Regions from separate parts of the Mus musculus genome. Here region 2 is linked to region 1. Evidence: chromatin contacts called from public HiChIP or PLAC-seq data. All regions are on one chromosome and are shown on one strand. Each heading gives the region's core, a stretch centred on a gene start, on an enhancer-like site or on the middle of the called end of the contact. The rest is flanking DNA. Distances are from core to core; before and after follow the strand shown.

Region 1 (4,981 bases), core at 1,396-3,895:
CACCTCCTTCTGGGTCTCCTTTTTTTTTTTTTTTTTTTTTTTTGGTTTTTCGAGACAGGGTTTCTCTGTATGGCCCTGGCTGTCCTGGAACTTACTTTGTAGGCCAGGCTGGCCTCGAACTTAGAAATCCGCCTGCCTCTGCCTCCCGAGTGCTGGGATTAAAGGCGTGCGCCACCACGCCCGGCACTGGGTCTCCTTTCTTATGTGCTAACCATGTATCCCTCATCCCTGGACAGCCACGGCCACTTACTCAGCACTAGGTTTGGAATGCCCTTTCAGTCCACAGTGTACTCCTCCCAGACCTCTCTCGCCTTTTATGGGTGAAGGCATTCTCAGATCTCTAGCATAGTCAGTGTTATGGGGCCCTTAGACCTACACAGATGGCTTCATCCCATGACCTGCATTTTTGGTTTGTTCGGAATGGCGAGCAAGCAGTTTTAGAGGAGTAACAGCTCCGTGAGGCAGGGAGGGGTCATGTCCTCAAAATGGGTATTCCTTTTTTTTTTTTTTTTTTGCAGAGAAGTTGGGTTTGCTTTCCAGCAGCAATATAGTGGCTCCATACAATCTGTAACTCCAGTTCCAGATGATCCAACAGGCTGCATTCAGGCAGGCAAAACACTTATAGACAATTTATTTTGGCGGTTAGTGGGATGGCTTAGCAGTTACAAGTGCCTGCTGGTCTTACAGAGGGCCCAAGTTCAGTTCTCAACACCCGTGCTGTGCAGGTTATACCCACCTATAATTCTAGCTCTAGAGGACTCAGCCCTCTTTTCTGGCCTCTGAGGACACTCGTTCATGTATGCATATCCCACACTTAGACACACGTGCACACTCCTAATTAAACAAATAAAATCTTTTTTAAAAAAGTATGTGTGTGAGTGTGTGTACATGTAAGCTCCCTAATGTGGGTGCTAGGAACCTCATTTTTTTTTTTTGCAAAAGCAGCAGTGCTCAGAAACCCTTGTAAGTTTCTAAAAATTATAATGTGTGTGTGTGTTTGTGTGTATGTCATGTGTATGTGTGTGTGTCATGTGTATATGTGAATGCCTGTGGAAGCCAGAAGAGGTTGTCAGATCTGGAGCTAATTACAAATGGTTGTGAACCACCTGATGTGGGTTCCGAGAACTGAATTCAGGTCCTCTCATGGCTAAGCCAACTTTCCAGTTATCCTGGACTTTTTTTTTTTTTTTTAAAGATTTGTTTATTTCATGTATATGAGTACACTGTAGCTATCTTCAGACACACCAGAAGAGCATTGGGTCACATTACAGATGGTTGTGAGCCACCCTGTGGTTGCTGGGAATTAAACTCAGGACCTCTGGAGGAGCAGTCCGTGCTCTTAACTGCTGATCCATTTCACCAACCCCTATCTTGAGCTTTTAAAAAGATCCTTTATTTTAGAGTTTCATGCATGTATGTTTTGGTCATATCCACCTTCTCTTCATTTCCCCTTATTCCCTACAACTTCCACTGGCTCCTTCCTAACACATTTCCCTCCTGTTTTTTATTTTGAGATGGGGTCTCATGTATTCCAGGACAGCCTCAAACATGATGAATGGATGAAGCCAGCATGAACCCCAGATCTTGCTGCTTCAGCCTCAAGTTCTGGGATTATAGCAGTGGTTCTCAAACATTCTGATGCTGTGACTCTTTAATACAGCTCCTTATGTTGTGGTGACCCCCAACCATATTTCATTGGTACTTCATAACTGTAATTTTGCTACTGCTATAAGTTGTAATGGAAATAAATATCTGACATGCCGGATATCTTATATGTGACCCATAGGCTGAGATCCACTGAATTACAAGCTTGTGCCACGAAGCTCAGTTAATTTCTTCCTTTTTTTTATAGTGTTTTTAAAATTATAATCTTTTGTTGGGCAGTGGTGGTGCATGCCTTTATTTAATCCCAGCATTTGGGAGGCAGAGGCAGGTGGATTTCTGAGTTTGAGGCCAGCCTGGTCTGCAGAGTGAGTTCCAGGACAGCTAGGGCTGCACCGAGAAACCCTGTCTCAAAACAAAACAAAACAACAAAACAAAACAACAACAACAAAAAATATATATATAAAATCTTTTTCAAACTCGTACTACAATCTTACCTCCTCTTGGGTCGTGGTTTCTTTTGCATTTCTGTGATGTCTAATGATGCTGGATGTATTTTCAGACTTCTGCTCACTGCGCCTCAGGCGCCTTTTTGTTCATAGGGCTAGTCCCCTATTTCCCACGGAGGCGGAGCACACCCAGAGGATGCGATCAGGTCCGCTCGAGCTTTCCTAAACAGCCTCCCCCGCTGGAGCGAGTCGCCAGGTGGCGTAACTGAGTGAAACTCGGGGTCCGCCCCCAACTGACGAGGCCACGCCCCTTCCCGAGTCTACCGGAACTTCCCCGAGGCCTGAGGCTCCGCCTTGTACCCATGAGGCCACGCCCCAGCCCGCGTGCACCGCCTCAGCCCCCCCAGCCCTTCCCTGCGCGTGCGCCGACTCCCCTCGTCCTGTCCGAAGCGGTCCCGCCTCGTACGGATGAGGCCTTTCGGAGGCGGCCCTGAGGTGGCTCTCCGCTCTCCAAACTCCGCCCAACGCACCTCCTGCATACAGCTCCGCCCCTAACCGCCTGCTTAAGAAGCCGCTTCGGTCCTGCCTCCGCCGTCAGCAGCGCCTCAGCTTCAGGCGACCCCGCGCGGCTGCGAGCGGCCCTACAGGATAGGTACCGTTAGTCCCTCGCCGCGCGCCGTAGCACCGGCGCTGCTACTTCCTGTGCCCGTGGACCCGGATGTGCCGAGCGGCTGCGGCGCGCTCGAGCCTCCCGGCTGTCCTGACGCGGCGGAGCGCGGCTTTTGCTCGCGGTGCAAGCGAACGGGATAGCGTCAGCGGGTGAGAGGCGGGACGGTGGGTGGTAGGCGGCAACGGCGGCGTGCCGAGCGGTTGTGTTTAGCGGTGCTGCTGCTGCTGGCGTCGCGGCGGGCCCAGGCCGCGGCGGCGCTTTGTCGTGGGCGGGCGGGGCCGAGGGGCCGGGCGGCGCTGAGAGGGGACCGGTCGGTGGCTCGGCGCGTGGTCCGGCCTCAGCAAGGCCCTTCTCTGGTCAGCGCTCTCGAGTGCGCCGTTCTTTCTGGGCAGGCGCGCGGCCGTTTCCGAGCGCTCGGGAAGGCGGGGCTCTTAACGCCCGCGGCACCGTTGGTCCGCGGCGCGCGGGGCTTCCTTTCGCGACGTAGAGCCTTGAGCGGAGACAGAGCGGGAAGGACGCCGGGGATCTGGCAGAGCTCCCCGGGCCGGGGCTCGGAGGTGTACCATCAGCCGCCGAGCCGCTGTCTCCGCAGGTCTGTCCCTAGGTCCAGTATCCTGGAGCACCGCGACTTGGAATTGGGGGTTGCGCTCATCCCTGGCACTTGTCACTTGTGCTCTCGATTATACGTGTGGCAAAAACGGTCCTTGTTTTGTTTCGGTTTTGGTTTTGTTTCGCTTTTCCATTTTAAGTCAGGGTCTTACCCTGGAGCCTTGGCTGGCCTTTTAACTCGCCATTTAGACCAGGCTGGCCTTGAGCTCACGAAGATCCGCGATTCTTGTACCTGGGTGTGTGTGTGTGTGTGTGTGTGTGTGTGTGTGTGTGAGAGAGAGAGAGAGAGAAAATGAATGAATGAATATGAATTATACAATTTGGATGGCCACAAGGCAAACCACATGTTAACTTTAAATCTTCTTTTTACGTATTTAGGTTTTCTGAGACAAAAAGTCTCATGGAAGTCCGAATCAGCCTGGACTAGACTCATTAAGTAGTCCAAGCTGGTCTGTAATTCTTAGCAATCCAGATGCCTCCACCTTGATACTGGGTTTGCAGGTGTGAGACATCATGCCTGGCTGTTTTTATTTACTTGCCATTGAGAGGAATCTTTGTGTCCCAGGCTGGCCTCAGATCCTGGCCTCAGGTTATCTTCCTACCTCAGTCTCTTGCGTATCTGGGAGTGCTGGTTCCTGCTGCAGTGCCCAGCCCCCTCTAACCCCCTTAATTTATTTATATATTTTAAAAAACCCAAAAAAACAAAAAACACATGGTCTCACTGAGTAGTTCTGGCTGTCCTGAAACAGGCTGACCTCGAACTCAAAAGAGATCTACCTGCCTCTGCCACCTGAGTACTAAAGGATTGAAGGTCTACTCCACATCTTCCTCCCCACCAAATGTTTAAAATCTCAAGATAGCCTAATATCGAAAGTGTCATTATTTCCTTTTATTGTATTCTTCTAACTTTAAAAAAACGTTTGGCATTATCTAATGAAACTGTTTTAAGTTGTGTAGGTACCATGATCATCCAACAGTACAATAACTGCCTCATAATGTTGTTGATACTGTTGTCCCTGTGAGGCATTTACTGGTGTTTTGGCTTCTGTGTTGGGTTGCTCTTTGTGGCCCACTCAAGGTCATAACATAGCATTCCTCAGAATGGCTGTCTGTTGTTTTCTGGCCACCTTATTTACAACTACATAGTAACCTTTCCTTGGGTTAATCTTCCCCTCCAGTTAACTCTTTCAGCTCTCAGCTGCCTTGTATTCCTGGGTGGGAGGGAATTTTTTGTGTGCTCTCAGTCACCATTTCCTCCATTTTCTGTAGCATCTTTACTTAGCCTTTTGGTCATCGCCTCTCCAGTGATTAGGCGCCCCTGTTTCTGAAGGCTTTGTTCTGGCTGTCCATAAAATTAAAAAAAAAAATGTGTGTGTGTGTGTGTGTGTATGTGTATGTGTGTGTGTGATGTGTTTGTATATGTTTATATTCTGTGTGTGTATGTCTCTGTCTGCCTTGTGTGCCTGACGAGACAGGAGGGTGTCTGATCTTCTGGTGGTTATGAGCTACCCAGCATGGGTGTTGGGATTCAAACTCAGATCCTCTTGAAGAGCACATATGCTCTTGACTCCTGGGCTGTTTCTTCAACCCTGTTTTTTTTTTTTATTTTGTGTGTATAGGTGTTTTGCCTACATGTATATCTCTGTGCCAC
Region 2 (4,873 bases), core at 1,081-3,580, 600 kb before region 1:
TGTCCCCAGAAAGGACACATAGAGAGGAGCTGCCCTCAAGGGTCAGGGCAACCGGAGTCATTTCACTTGTCTGGGCACAACAGCACTGACTTCCATCGCTACCAGTTAGGTGAGTTCAAACCCCAACTTAGACCCGCATCATAAAATGCCAGTGTGCTTCCTCAAACTCAGGAAAGAAGTAAACTGATCAGGCCATCCCAAGACTTACACTCACAAGCACAAGTAAGCCATGCTAGCAAAAACAAGCCTATAAGCCTCTGAACCATTCTCTTCCAGGCAGAGGTTCAACATTAAAGCCAGAGAAGGGTCTATGTTCCCCCACATTGAAAAAGTGTCGTTATATTAAACAATCATCTCTTCCAGTACCATCTCACTCCATCAGAGTTCCCGTGGAACAGCTACCACACGATGATGAGGGCTAGAGCACAGGGCTGGTCCCTAAGGTCAGTCAAGCTGAAAGAGGCAGACAAGACAAGACAAAACAAAACAAAATCCCCAAGAATGTATCAACTACCAAAAGAGAAGAAAGAAAGTTCAGTCAGAATCAAAACCAAGCAGTGTCAGCCCAGAACTGATCCCTTACAAGAGACAAGTGCATCAGTCTTCATATTTAAAAGTAGAGAGAAAGGCATACCATGTTTAGGATATTTTAACAGTTAACTTCTAATCATCCATCTACTACCTAGAAGGCTGGCCATGATCTGCCCTCTTATTCTCTGAGTGAGAAGCCACACCCCTTTTCTCTTATGGACTGGGTACAACGTGGCTGTGGTCATAGCAGCCATGTTTTTCCTCAGCTGTAGGGACTGCATAGTAAATACCACACATTCTGACCATGAGCAGCCGACAAGTAAAGGCTAGACTACTATTCTATGTGTCACTAAGAAGACACAGAAGGCTAATGCATGTCACATCTGGGAGACAAACCTTGATTTTGGACGCATTAAAATGTGAAAGGAAAGAGGGAAACCGGACTTTAGAACTGAGGATGAAAAACTGGGGGGTGAGGGTAGGGACTGTGCAAACCTACTCACCTCCATAGAAAAACTCTATGTGAATCCACAATAAAGTGTACATGATTACCTCTAGCGTTGAATAAATAAAACCAATGGCACTAAATAAAGACAGTTCAGACACTAGGACAAGTCAACTTGTAAGAAGGGAGGACTCAGCTTAAATTCTGGTCAGGTTGGCCCCAGGAGACCAGTGAAGGTGAAGCTAAAGGAGGTCAGAAGGGCCAGGCCGCCACACCACACACCTACAGAACCCATCTGCAGTAGATTCAGAAACCAAAGGAACTGAAAACCTTGTGAAAATATCACTATAGATCCGACACACTATTCCATAAAGCACACCTGTGAACCTTTGCCATCAATTCCAGCCACAGGCTGCTTTTCTAAAACATACCATGAAGAGTACCACCCCGTGAGGAACAGACATGGCTTCCTACACCTGGACTTCAACCAGACTCTAAAAATACTTGTTCATTTTATGTGTGTGGGTGTTTTGCCTGTATGTGTATCTGTGCACTCCACGTATGTGCAATGCCCTTGGAGGCTTTAGGTCCCCGAAACTGGAGTTACAGAAGGTTGCAAGTCACTGCATGGTGGATGGGAATTGAACCCCGGTCCTCTGGAAGAGCTCTTAATGAACTCTTTGATCTTTGCCTTGGCTCACATGGCTATACCATACAGGGCAACCAAAGGTGTCCGCAATCTGGGGGGTGAACATTTGAAAAACCAAGATGTCAGTCTCAGCACCAGGGGTGTCCAAGTGGGTCTTTCTGAGACAGATACGTAGAATGAAACCTTCCCCTCTTTGCAGCCAACATTAAAGGCATTATACTGAGAGTGTAACATGACCCAATTATTGACAACAGCACTGTAGCCTGACAGGTGAGAATAATGCACCTTGTCAAAACCAAGACACTTTGCGTTTGCTAGTTTGAATCTGTAAATGTTTAATCAGTTGAATTAAGTAGCATAATATGAAAAGGTAGGAAGTGGATGTAGTTTTCACATCCTCAAGTTTTGTATTTCTATGATTAATTTTTTAAACAGTATCTTCTTGCTGCAGTTTTATTGTTGGGTGCCTGATTTGGTCTCTGGATTTGAAAACTGGTCGATTTATATCCGTATCACAACGGACAAATCTATTCCTTCATGTATGACAGTTTCAGCATACAGAATGCGACCTCAGCTACCAATTACAGCTGCAAATGAGCAATAGTGTGGAATGAGACAGCCTGCTGGCTTTGTTAGTACTCTGTCTCCTGTGGGATCCCAGGGGGAAGGGAGGCTCTGACGGAGAGAAGCCCCTGGCTCATGGTTTATTGTGCTTGCCACCAGCTGCAGACTTCTCATCTCATTAGTTCTTTTAGAATACTGTGGGTGAAGACAGCTGCAGTCTACTTCAGTCTCCAGCTCCTGGGTATTCTGAAGGCTGAATCTGCTATGCACTTTCTGTATAATCCTTGGGAAGAAAGAAAGCAAATTCACTAGGCCAAGGAAACGCACTTTAATAAAAAAAAGGGGGGGGGTTTAAAATCATGTTTAAATGGAGAAAAATCTTATTACTGAGGTGCATTGTGCTTAACATATTTTTGTGATCTAATTTTCATTACCTATACAATGCCCAGAGCCTGGTCAGGATAAGGGCCCGGTAAAAAGCATCATTATCTAGCTAGGCGCACCTTCCGAGACACTACTTGTTCCTCCAACAATAGTCCCAACGACACAAAAGCACAGCAGAATCAGCATAAGACTCGTCTGGATTAGTGCTAACCAACGCTGTGTCACTGACACTCTCATTTAAGTAAAAACGAAGGCGAATGGAAGCCAAGACCCCTCAGAGAACAAACTAAAGTATGATACGGTAAATCAGTGGATTAGTGCCTCCATGCCTCCGGAGTCCCAGAATGCAGTCATTAAATCCATATAAGGAACTGTTCAGCCCTGGTTCAGGAAAGCTGCGCTACCTCATGGGTACACATCTGTTACTTACTGCCACCCTCAACAGAGACCCTCAACAGAAACCAGATTAATTTTGAAGACAAAGAATATTATTTTTATGAATCTTTTAGCATAGTGGCTGTTCCCCAAAATGCAAGCATAAAACCTGTGCTGAGCCAACCTAAATATGTTCTTGAGCGCAGACTGAACTCCTGATTCTGAATGGGGAAGGGAGTGGGTGGTGAGCTTGACAGCTGGTGAAAAGTCAAGGTGAGCCTCAGACACCAGAGACGGCTCAGAGTGAGCCTGGGTCAGCTAGCACAGGTGAGGGTAAGCAGCAAGGAACAGCGACGCAAACACCAGCCTTAGCAACTCTTAGGACACCTGCTCAGGCAGACCAGGGCCCAGCCAGTGTAACAGGATGCCCAGGGGAATTTTACAAAGTGAATGCTAGGGTCCTGCAGCCTGCTACAAATGTTCTACTTTAGCATATAACGATTAATTAGGTGTCTATTCAAAGAGCTCAGAGATAATCACAAAGTTTGAAATGCATGGGCACTACTGTTCAGCTTAGCAAAGCTTGGGGAAAGGCTAAATAAAAACTGAAGGCAAATCGAGCACCCAACCTCTCAGCACTCCTTGACCCCTTTAAATACTCCAGTCCTTAGAAAACAGAAAATGAAAAGTCTCTGACCCCAGTGCTAACTGCCTGCCTGGAGCTGACAAAGCAGGCCAGCTGGCTGAAAAGTGTCTGCATTGAATGTTACTGTAGCAGGGAAGTAGCTCTGCTATATGGTATAATAGCAGAAAAGTAACATTTACTAACTTGTTTAAGAAACTGATTTCAACAGTTATTTTCCAATCAGCAGCTTTCTTTTCTGTTTTTAATTACATATCCCCAGTGACTCCTCACCCTTGCAGGTTCCCACAGAGTACCATTAATACAGTATAAGTAAATCTCATTAATTCAGGTCCTACCACCTTGGAATTTATAATCACTGGCATAGGGGCCTGGCTGAAGTTTATCTTTGCATGATCTATGAAAAAAAGATTTGCTACACAAATTAATAGAGTAACAAGATCTCAGGAGGGTTGTTTAAACAGTTCAGAAGTGTTTTAGAGCAATTCAGAAGGCTTCATTTGCATATAATTATTATGCTAATTACAAATCATTCTTATCTATTCATTAAAGCAGAGTCCCAAAGGACCACTAATTGTCAATAACTTGTTGGCCTAGTTTCTTTTACTAGATGTACCTCAGAGGAACGAAACTGCATTAAAAATATTGTATGATCTAGCCACTTCACGAATCCTTCTGCTTTCCACCAATGAATCCTAAAAGCTGCATTTACAAACACCTGTACTGAGATCAAAGGTGCCATCCTAGTGTTGGCTGGGAGATATGGACAGAGCAGTCCACAGTCTTTCTAATGGCACAGAGACCTCCACAAGGGCCTGGGGTGGCAACGATGATCCCAGATGGACTCATTGTTTACAGCCCAGCAACCTATGGCCACTCCGGTGCCATGGGCCCTGCCAGGTTAGAGAACAACGGAGACTTCTTCCTGCTTTCCAACCCTCTCCTTTCCTTGCCGGAAGCCCATGCTGTGTTTATGAGGGAAGACCCCCCTTCCCCAAATGACAACGTCAGATTTTCAGCTAAGAAAAGTTGACTACCAAATGTGGGATGTGACACCCTGCACATCTGACACCAGAGCAAGGAGCGGCAGGTGAGGTACAGCGTGAAGGCTCAGAGAGCCTGAAGCAACTGCCTGTGCTCCCCTTCCCAGCCCCTCCCCCAAGGGAGCTGAGTTTACTGGTGCGGGCGTGTTTTATGTACAGAACTACCACATACTTAACATTACCCTCCCTTTATGTTTGTATACTTGTTATACTTCTTAAAAATAAAGGCCCATGCCATT

What was found. HiChIP or PLAC-seq counts read pairs in DNA pulled down with a chosen protein or histone mark.
Region 2: a contact with region 1 is called in an H3K4me3 HiChIP or PLAC-seq map of embryonic basal ganglia, with 3 times the contacts expected there. The contact joins the enhancer-like site here to the promoter of Ep400 in region 1. A contact is called at or near these places in 9 of 39 promoter capture datasets (the 3T3-L1 cell line, the C10 cell line, cranial neural crest and 5 more), 4 of 115 datasets of contacts at active chromatin or transcription factors (the NIH/3T3 cell line, bone marrow-derived macrophages, cardiomyocytes and 1 more) and 3 of 9 other capture datasets (adipose tissue, embryonic stem cells and liver).

What each region holds. Positions count from the first base shown.
Region 1 is chr5:110,768,381-110,773,361 of GRCm38.p6, reverse strand. It overlaps Ep400 (E1A binding protein p400), which reads left to right and starts at 2,645. Exons shown (of 52, transcript NM_029337.2): 1 at 2,645-2,870. Gm15559 (predicted gene 15559) reads right to left here and starts at 2,413. Exons shown (of 2, transcript NR_152254.1): 1 at 2,100-2,413.
Region 2 is chr5:111,366,213-111,371,085 of GRCm38.p6, reverse strand. The region is part of intron 7 of Pitpnb (phosphatidylinositol transfer protein, beta); the gene reads right to left. Among named protein-coding and RNA genes, the nearest start is that of Gm36027, 13 kb to the right of the region's middle. Within about 2 kb of position 2,330, at least 33 of the 459 cell types and tissues checked have an H3K27ac peak or open chromatin away from gene starts, as enhancers often do. A contact at or near this core is called in embryonic basal ganglia, where this site is marked.